Linked DNA regions of Gossypium hirsutum: region 1 is linked to region 2. A link is a contact called in public Hi-C data. All regions are on one chromosome and are shown on one strand. The core of a region is the stretch at or near the end of the contact, and the rest is flanking DNA. Distances in the headings are between cores, read along the strand shown. Region 1 has its middle 15 kb from the start of LOC107950773. Region 2 holds the start of LOC107950767 (phosphatidylinositol 4-kinase gamma 2).

What was found. A called contact is a pair of places that touch in the nucleus more often than the background predicts.
Region 1: a Hi-C map of leaf shows a contact between it and region 2, with 2.1 times the contacts expected there. The contact joins the enhancer-like site here to the promoter of LOC107950767 in region 2. A contact is called at or near these places in 2 of 34 Hi-C or Micro-C datasets (callus and leaf).

The regions. Positions count from the first base shown.
Region 1 is chrD03:34,428,004-34,432,900 of Gossypium_hirsutum_v2.1, forward strand. No RefSeq gene overlaps it. Among protein-coding and RNA genes, the nearest start is that of LOC107950773, 15 kb to the right of the region's middle. Within about 2 kb of position 1,973, at least 3 of the 9 cell types and tissues checked have an H3K27ac peak or open chromatin away from gene starts, as enhancers often do. A contact at or near this core is called in leaf, where this site is marked.
Region 2 is chrD03:34,233,033-34,238,622 of Gossypium_hirsutum_v2.1, forward strand. It overlaps LOC107950767 (phosphatidylinositol 4-kinase gamma 2), which reads right to left and starts at 3,401. Exons shown (of 2, transcript XM_016885723.2): 1 at 1,688-3,401; 2 at 971-1,602. The coding sequence starts at 2,935. The coding sequence ends at 1,222.

The sequences.
Region 1 (4,897 bases), core at 723-3,222, 190 kb after region 2:
GAAGGATTTAAGTAAACTCAATTATTTTTTAGGCATGGAGGTTCATCGTACATCTAATAGTCTAGTTCTCAGTCAGAAAAAAAAATGTTCTAGATCTTTTGCATAAACTCAAATTGAATAATGCCACACTATTACCAACTCCGATGGTTACTACACCACTTTTAATGGCTTATGATGGAGATCCGTTTCTTGACATAATTCTTTATCGGAAAATAGTGGGTACTCTCAAACACATTTGCTTAACACGCCCTGATATTGTTTATAGTGTTAATAAGGTTAGTCATTACATACAATGTCTACTTAACAAGTAGTGGAAGACGGTAAAACGGTTTGTTCGTTATCTTAAAGGTACCCTACATCATGGGCTTGTATTTCGACATTGTCCCTTCTTACACATCACAGCTTACTCTGACTCAGATTGAGGAAGCAACACTAATGATCATCGTTCTACAGCTGGGTACTTTATGTTTCTTGGTAACAACTTAGTTGCATGGAGTTCCAAGAAGCAAAGTGTTATGTCACAATCGTCTATAGAAGTTGAATTCCGAAGTGTTGCCAATACTGTGTGTGAAATAGCTTGGCTGGAATAATTGTTGACTGAGATGGGAATTCAGCTGGTTGCTCAACCTCCAGTCATTTGGTGTGATAACACTAATGCCGTTGCACACTCTAGCAATCTGATGCAACATGCTCAGATGAAGCAGGTGGAGTTAGACTTGTGTTTTGTTTGTGAAAAGGTGGCTACTGGCGAAGTTGATGTTCGCTATGTTCCGGCTACACATCAGATTTCAGATATTCTGACTAAGCCACTGTCAGCTAGTTTCTTTACTCACTTGCGGCAACAGCTTTGTGTTGCCTTTACTGATGAAATCTCTGCATGTCTATTTGTTTTAGTAGAAGGAGAGAACAAGAATGATAGTAGGATTAAGCCATGATAAGGTGGTTAGTAAAGGTGGTTAGTAAAACTAATTCAGTTAACCCGTTGCTACAGTTACCTATTCATCTTAGTTCCCTATAAATAGTGAATTCTATGTAAAAGATAGGTTTTTAATCTTATTAAATAAAAATTAAAAATACATTTCTCCTCTTTTATTTTTCAATTTTCTTCTATTATCTTTCTGTTTCTGTCTATTTATATTCATTGATGTTACTACTCAAAACCTCCATCAATGGGGATATGCTTCTTTAATACACCCCCTTTGGTTTAAGGGATCGATGGATGTAACCAGTAATAGAGTTTGAGCAATTTGACATTACCGTCGCCAAAAGAAACAAAAAAATGAAATCAATATTTATACTAGACTTAAGTTATCTAATCCAACGGTTGGAAAACCTTTAATCTAGTAAAAAAAAAAACCAAGAAGTCAAAACCTATATTATTTGGGAAGGACCAAAATCCCTCAGTATTTATCTATCCATCCGCCTCTTGAGAAGCCTGAATTAATTAAATTAAATTAAATAAAAAATGCTCACTATGAAATTGGCTTAGGCTCCACTAAAAAGAAAATGATTTTCTTAAACCCCATGATTGTCTTCACATGGATTCCAACTCAAAGTGCCTCATTCTCTCTAATTATATCTATTTTACTTTCTTTAATTTTTGTTAGGGTACCCCACATTCACCATTCCTCAACTTTTCCCCTCAATATTAGTTTGATAATCAAGTTAATTATTATTATTATAATTTCTTGTATGATGGTAGTTTTCTTTATAAAAAAAAACTATTATTTTTACATAGACATCATTAAAGATAGTTGTTTAATTGAACAAAAATATATTAATAGTGAATAAAAGGTCAAATAAATTCTTGAATTCTTTTACTTCCTCTAATTGCCTATCCAAGCAATGTCATTATCTTTTATTATTTATAAAATGTATGCTAGGGTGAGCAAGGAGCAATCAAAAACTTGGTCTCCAGTATCCACATGGGAACTGTTGGGATCCCAACAATTATGCTTTGTCTTCTCTTTTTTTAATTTCTTTAAAATAAATTAAATTACGTAGCCCACTCTCTTTCCCTATCTCACCTATACCACATGCTATTTGATATAATACAATGGGATAATATAATCTTTGGCCCCAAAACTTAGCAATTAGTTCAGTTTGGTACTTGAACTTGGCAATTAGTTCTATTTTGGTCCTTAAATTTGGATTCTGTCAAAATTTGTTGATGTCATCATTGTTCTTGGAACATGATTGGATTGGTTGGCCGGACCGATTGGATCGAGAACCGACTAGTATACTGGTCCAAATAAAATGATTGAATCAAAAACTACTCGAAATCGGTAAAAATAAAAAATTAGGACAAAAGTGAGTATTGTTGAGCCAGTTGAACCGATTGAATTGAAAATCAAAAATTGGGACGAAAGTGCGCAAATCGATCATAAAAAATAGGTTGAACCGGTTTAATCAATTTTTATTTTTAAATTTTATGAATTTTAATTATTTAACTAATTATTGTTGGTCTAACAGTTGAACCGATTGAATTGAAACCAGTTTTCTAATTAGTTTAATCATCGGTCTGATTATTAGAATACTGTATGGGACACTCCAAGATTGTATCATGTCTTTATCTGAAAATTTATATAATTCTTTTAGTTTTCAAGTGATGATGCGGCACAATCTTTGAGTGTCATGTCATCAAATATTTATATACTTGAAGTTTAAGGACCAAAATGAATTTAGATGTCAAGTTCAAATACCAAAATAGATAAAAAAATATAAATACCAAAATAGACTTAATTATCAAGTTCAAGGGCTAAAAATTATATTATCCCTAAAAGAATTTGATGTGCGAACAGTATGAGGTGTTAACCAACTACTGTACCAATTAAAAGTGATACAAAAGAAAAATCAAAATCGACATATATATATTTCTTAAAATGATAAATAAATAATTTTAAATTTCGATTAATACTCTCTTTAGAGTTTTGCGGGATGGATTTTTTATATAAAAAAAATGTCAATGAATAATGTCTAGCATTGTGTATTAAGAAAGATGCTATCTTATCTGTCCTAAATTAAAAAAAAAAACCAAATCTATTATGGTTTATGAATATTAAACCTAATTCCAACACCTTAAACATAAAACTTCCCTTTTCATGGACAAACAATTAAATTGAGTATTTTGATATTGATGGTTAAGGTGGAGATTCTAAATTTTTTTAGTATTATGATGCATAAGTTTCCAGTCCTGTTTCTGTATAAGCCATGTATGTGCTTTGTTTGGATTCTTTTCATTTCCTTAACCAATAATATATTTATTGTGTTTCATTTGGTAGTTACATGTTAGAAAAATTGTATTTTATGGAAACTTTGAGGCATATTCTCAATAAGTAAAGGTGGAGAGATGAATCATAAAATTATGGTTTTATATTTTATTCCATGAGACCTTTACAACGGTATATCATATGCTTAAAATGGTTAAGTGATTAAAGAGAATTTGATGCTCAAAGTAAACTACTTAAAAATATTTGTTGAGAAAAGTAAAAGCTTAGATATCAAATTGGTTAAATACTAAGTGTGGGATGTGTATATATATATGGGAACCCTCTTGAAAGGTGATTCAATGACTAAGCTTGGAATCTTGCTTCACATGTAGGGGAGTGCAGGTCCAAACCCAGCGAGGGTTGGGGTGCACCTGCACAACGTGGGTAATGCAAAATGTTCGGATTTGTCGAGTTCAAAATGAGCCTATGACTTAGCCCAACACGAAATTATTTTTTCCTTAGCAGACATAATTTATTTATATAAGGACATTTATCTTATTTATTTGATTCCAATCAATTTGATTTATTTTTTAATCTAATTGATTTGCTGGCTCCTTTAATGGAAGATTTTATGGATATTTCCAAAATTCCACCATACTAAATGCCTATAAAAGGCTATGAATTCTTTAGAATTTTTCCTACCCTCATACTCTCTCACACTGAATTTCTTTTGCTCTCAAAACTCTTTTTTTCTTCTCCATATTTTCCAATGTTCCGATGATAGAAAGGCAACGTCTGTTCGTTGATCGTTGCAGAGGTGCTACTGCTTTGACTATTGTGTTGTTATATCCTGGGAGACATTCAACCAACGTTTTTCCAAGTACCGTAGGAGCGGCAGAATCTGTCTTAAGGAAACTGTGTTAAATAGGCCTCAGCGTTTAGTAAATCTCTATTCTTATTTTCGATTTCAACCTTTTTGTTACGATTTTTATTGGTTTATGTATTTGACAATTGAAACATAAATTATTTCATTTATATTTTATTTTATATATAAATATTTATTTATATTTATATATTTTGTTCACTAACGTGTTTTGTTCAACAATCTTAAGACAGATTTTACCATTATTTGAAATCGTGTTTTGTCCAACGAACGAGACACCAAGGCGAAAGGAAAAAAACTATTTTAAAATATATTTTTTAAAAGTCAATAAAATCTGTTTCGGGATCTATTCCCGCCATTCAACGGATTTTATTCCAATTTTGATTTTATTTCCAAAACAAGTATTAAAATTAAAATAAAAACTGTCTCGGGATTTATTCCAGCCGTTCAACAAATTTTATTCATTTTTTATTTTATTTCCAAACGAGAAATTAAAGTTAAATAAAATCTGTTTCGGGATTTATTCCCGCCGTTCAATGAATTTTATTACATTTGATTTTGTTTCCAAAACGAGAAATTAAAATTAAATAAATCTATTTCCGGCTTTATTCTCGCCGTTTAACAATATTTGATTTGATTTTAATTTTGTTTTCAAATTAAATAAAATCTGTTTTGGGATTTATTCCCGCTATTTAACAAGATTTTATTCGATATTGGTTTGTTTACAAATGAAGACTTAATCAAATAATTCTATTTCGGGATTTATTCCCGCTGTTTAACAGACTTTATTTTGGGATTTATTCCC
Region 2 (5,590 bases), core at 2,151-4,650:
AAAAAAATGAAAAAGGGTAAGAATAGTAAAAAATGAAAAAGGTGGTAAGTCGAAAGGTAAGTACTGTCTTGTTTTTACATATAGGAGTCAAAGGAAAAAGCTTTAGGTAAAGAATAATTGATGCCTTTCCACACGGTCAGTGGAATGATTGTCAAACGGCAAAAGCGTGGTCTATTTGGTGTTTTGGAACAAATCAGTGGTCTTCTTATAAGAAGTGAAACAATAGATTCAACGGCGGTGGCAGTGGAAAATGACAGAAATTTGCTAAATTTACTGCAGTAAGAATTGTGGGTGTTTCAATATAAGCTTCTTTGGTTTTCTTCTGCCAATAATTGTATGAACGGATAGATTAAAATTGGTTTTATTTACTTACAGGGTCAGGTGAGATGAGTTTTTGTTTGTCCGACCCAATTTGTATATCTCTCGTCCTGATATCATCCTCAAACATGACCCTAAAATTAGAGAAATTATTTTACACAAATTAAGGTTGCTAAAACCAAATTGGATTCGCTTATTGGATCGATTGAAAAAATAAATAAATAAATAAAATCAGTTGAGTTAAAAGTCGAACTGAATTTTATAATTTTTAATATTTTAAAAATAATAAAATTTAGTAATTTATTTAATTTATATTAAATCTGACAATCAAATTAATCAAATTAAAAATCAATGACTTAATAATTCAACCACCAATCTGATTCACCAACTCAATCCAAAAAAAACTTACCCCTGTAGTAACAGTTCAGATCAAAACCCGATGGTCATGTTTAACCTCACCCATTACTTCCATATTTCAGAAAGGGAAAATAGAAAGGCTCTTTGACATGACCTGCCTTTAATATGGGTTGAGTAAAATTTTAAGAGAACGTTGGATATGGCTGATCTTGGCCCATTTTTAGTTACCTTTCTGAAACGATATATGGTCCAAAACAATCATCAAATTACACATAAAAAACCCAATATATGCAAGTTTTACATCAAACCCAATCATCAATGCCTACCTATTATTTCATTATCTTTGAATCTGTTCAACATATTAATACAGGATCAAGTAACAAGTTGATAGAGTTTAAAAAATAAATAAATAAATAAAGGAAAGCTTCAATCTCCTATGAGGGATAAGCTATCTACATTGACATAATTTGTGGTCCATACAAAAATGGACTCATCATTAACTCAATACATTCAAATATGTACCATGAACAAACCATATAGGTAGCTTTAGTTTGTGAGCTTGTCAAGCCAAGAATCCATGACTTGAGACACAGTCTCCATAAATGCAGCTTCACTCATGCCTGGAAGCAACAAATCTTGAGCTTCATCTACAATTTGCTCAATCACAGATTCCTTGTTCACAGTTTCCCTGCACATGATGCTTCCAATAGCAAAGGGAGTGGTAAGACCCCGATCGACTGCTTTTTTCAAAAGCATGGTCGAGATACAGAGCGTGCGAGCGCACTCAACGGGAACATCCCACCCGTAAAATCTCAGAAGTGCAACATCTTGTTCAGCTTCCAGTGATTTTATATAGTCTATAGTCTCTTTGGAGTAAGGCTGTCGTGATTGTGGCCAATAAAGCCAATCAAATGTGCAATCCTGGAACTGCAAATAGATAAAAAAAAAGAAAAGGGTTGGACAACAAAGATGTAATGCATTACTAGAATGATATAGCTATATATAAACTTACATTCTCAGGCAAGCAGTAGCCATGATCAATTGGAATAAGCACAGTTTGGTCATTTTCCCCTTTACCAATCAAGATATTACCGGCGTATCGGTCGGCATTTGCCATTCTTATATCGAGCACGCTGAGCTTGTGCACTTCCTCCACAGGGAAACCTCCTGGACCTACATCCTCACCACTCCCGGCATTCTTCATATACATCTGTAAGGACCCAACCTTAACATTCTCAGGTGCACATTTATACCCATTTGGATGGTTAAACCCTTTGTGCAAGCACTGAACCATGCAAGTAGGAGGTACACCAGCAAACCCCGACATCTCACCAGACAAAGACCGAGGTCCACTCTTGGGATGATCCAATATATAAGCAGCCACTTCTCTCACTGCTCCTCCTCCAACTCTTGTACCCTTTTTCAACCCTTCACCATTTGATGATCCATGGACTCCATGTGGATTGTTAACTGCCATCGGCTCCTCATCGATCGGTTTAAAGATTGAAACATAATCAACCCCCAACTTATCTTGCATAAAGTAAGCCCCTCCTGTCCCTTCCGGTGATCGAATTGGCTGGTTCCCTATATCCAACCCATCAAATGTAGAATGTATCATATCCAACATAAAAAAAGGCAATTTCACTTTGGGGTTCACAATAACTGGTTCAAACCAGAAATCTCTAACTGGTTCAACAGGCTTAGCTCGAACTTTGGCTGATTTTTGAACCATCAAATGAATCACAGCATCACTATCTTTACATAAATCATCAAGTAGTTTTTGATCATCGAGTTTTTCACCATTACAAAAGATTTCTTGTTCATCAACATCAACGAAACCTTTCCCTTGTTTAACTATCCTTTGTTTCAAATACCCAACATTTCTAAACCTATCAACATGCAATTCAAACTCTTTCCCGCAACTTGTTCTTACAGCGATGAGCAAAAGATTGGAAAGTTTTAGAACTAGGTGCAAAAAATTCCCACCTTTCAAGCCGTAGTCTTTAACAAGCGAATCGTTGCGGGCCAATTCTCTGCCTTTGAAAACAAGCCTCTGTTTCTTCACTACAAAGCCTTTACATGTCTGGATCCGAAGCTTGACGGAGGCTATCGAATCGGATTTTAAAACCCGCATCGGAATCACCGAACCGGAAACCGAAAGGTAAATCAAGATCGAGTCACCCGCTTGGTTATAGCAATAACCAGAAGAGTGAACCGCTTCTCGACGAACCGGACTCAAAGCAACATCTACAACAGACATTTCTGGTTTTTGTCGTTCTTCTTTTGTTTCAACCGAAAAACATTTGAATGAAGAAATCAACAACAAAAGTTAGGAAAAAAGAAAAAAATTATTTATTTTCCGTTCAATCTGCAGTCAAAGGGACAGAGATAAAACTTTTTAGGCAAAAAGATGAAATTTCCAAACATTTGCAAAGAGAGACAGCAGGAGAGGGATTTTTTTTTTAATGAAGAAAGGAAACAATAAGTAAAAACTATGGAAGTGGGAGATCGAACTACCGTGATTAATATAAAATAGTCGCCATCTTTGTTTTTATGTTTTTCCGAAAATGGTGGTTTCCGTTTCTGATTAGCGCGATTGTATCAGCTATTTTCTCTGCTCCAATGCAAAATAAAAATAAAAATCGTAGTCGTCCAAAGTAAAACTGAGAAAGGAGATAAAAAGGAGGAATGAGACTGGAGTGGTTGGCCTTTTATAAAGCTTTCACTCTTTGATCCAACGACTATAAGGGGCCTGTTTTTGTTATTATTATTTTAGATTTTTGTTTTAAATACGGTTAGTGTCAGTAACGGTCGTTTGGTTAAAGTTCAGAGAAGGAGCGGAGGTTGACGGTTGAGTTTACTGAAATACCCACTGAGAATCGTCTTTTTAATCTTATCTTCAATCCGATTGTATTTAATAAAGTTAATATAGGATAGGCTACACACATTTCATCATTTTCTCCTCAAATTACTATTATAATTGTATACAAGTAACTATGAATGAGAATCTATAAGTTTGGATTACAATTAATATAATTTTATAATTACCATAAACAAATTTAAATATATTCAAATTTAAATTAAACTAAAATTCATACCAAAATAATAAAAACAAAACTCCTACATGTAACATTATGAATATCTATTGTCATATACAATTTATAAATAAAGTGACTCTTATTTTTATTTTTATCAATAATTGATGCTATTGTATATGAAAATCATGTATTTAGAATACAGATTTGCGTTTAAAAATAACATACAATAAATAATAAAATGTATTATTTGAAACTAATTAATAATAACACATGATATATGTATGATATTAAAATAAAAAAATTAGATTAAATTGTAAGTAAAATAAAATTTAAACACATGAATATATCAGACTAAGATTACTAAATAAATACAATTATTTATCATGGTGTTGTCATCAATCCTAAGTTGGTGTTAAGTTAATTTGTAATATCATCTCAATCAACAACATTATTAATATATAATTGGTGGGGTAACAAAGTGTCAATAATAAAATTAAAATGTATAAAAATATTAAAATAAAACTTTAGTTAAAATTTTTTGGTAAATTTAAAATTTTGCTAATCCAATTGGCATGTGTTCAAATCTCATCATATGTATTTTTTTATTGTTTTTTCAAATAAAAGAACTAAAATACCCTCAAATAATATAATTTAAATTAAATGCAAAGTGACATTAAAGTAATTTCCCTAACCGAATTAGGATTCGATTGATGGGTAACACAACTCAATAAAGGACTTTATAAATAGTATAGACAGTGGTGGAGTCAGGGGGCTGGCAAGGGTCCAACCCCCCTAAAATGAAATTTTTTTTCATTTAGGCTATTTATAATTTATAAAATTTTAAATTAGTAATGGTAAAATTGCACTTTACACTCCCAAATAATAAAATTTTAATTTAATCTTTTAAAAATTATAAAAATGTAGACTATTAAAATAGTGAAATTACATTTTTATTATCGTAAAAATATACAATTTAGAAAACATTTTCTAACTCTGGCACTAAGTATGGATAACAAGATACAACCACAATTCTGTCATATATTGATTCTTTAAATGGAAAACATAAGTTACCTGTTTAAAAAAATAAATTATTTACTTAAATAATTCTAATTCTAATTCTATTAGTATATCTATACAAATTTAAATATTTGATTTAAAAAAATCTAAAGACACAAGGCGAAATTTTAACCCGTTTGTAGAGTAAATTTTTTTAAAATAACTATCCAAAAACAAAATCAATTACATGTTAATTATTGTGAAAATTAAACTTTCTTGATTTTATTATCCCATTCAACAAATAGTGATATTAACCAAAAACAAGTGGTTGAATTAGCATTTATATTCATATTAAATTACGTTTATTATTTTATATTATTTATCACATAAATTAATATTATAATTATATATCAATTAAAAATAAAATTTAATAATATAAATAGATGCGTTAACCTCTACTCAAGTCTAAATTGAGCAACCAATTTTAGTAGCCACGGTCTTTCATATTTACAACTATAAAACACGGTTTGTGCCCTTCTCATTTTTCAGTAAAATCGAGAATTGAAAGCTTAATCAGTATCAATGTCTAGAAACCTTTTCTTTTGCAATTTAAAATATCTAACATGGCAAGCTCCACGCCCACTTCAATTCGAGGTCGCACGTTGGATTTGCATTTGGAATTTCACGTAGCTTGGATTGTATTTGATTTGCGAAGTTATAGCTATGGGGTTATTTTATTGTTGGTTTGTATTTGAAGTACTTATTTTAGTAAACTTTGTTATATTTTAGCTACTGTTATGATTTGTATTTAAAGTATTGATGTTAGTTGGTTTGTATTGAAGTACTAATGTTGTTTTAGGGTTGATGTTAGTAAGATCTAT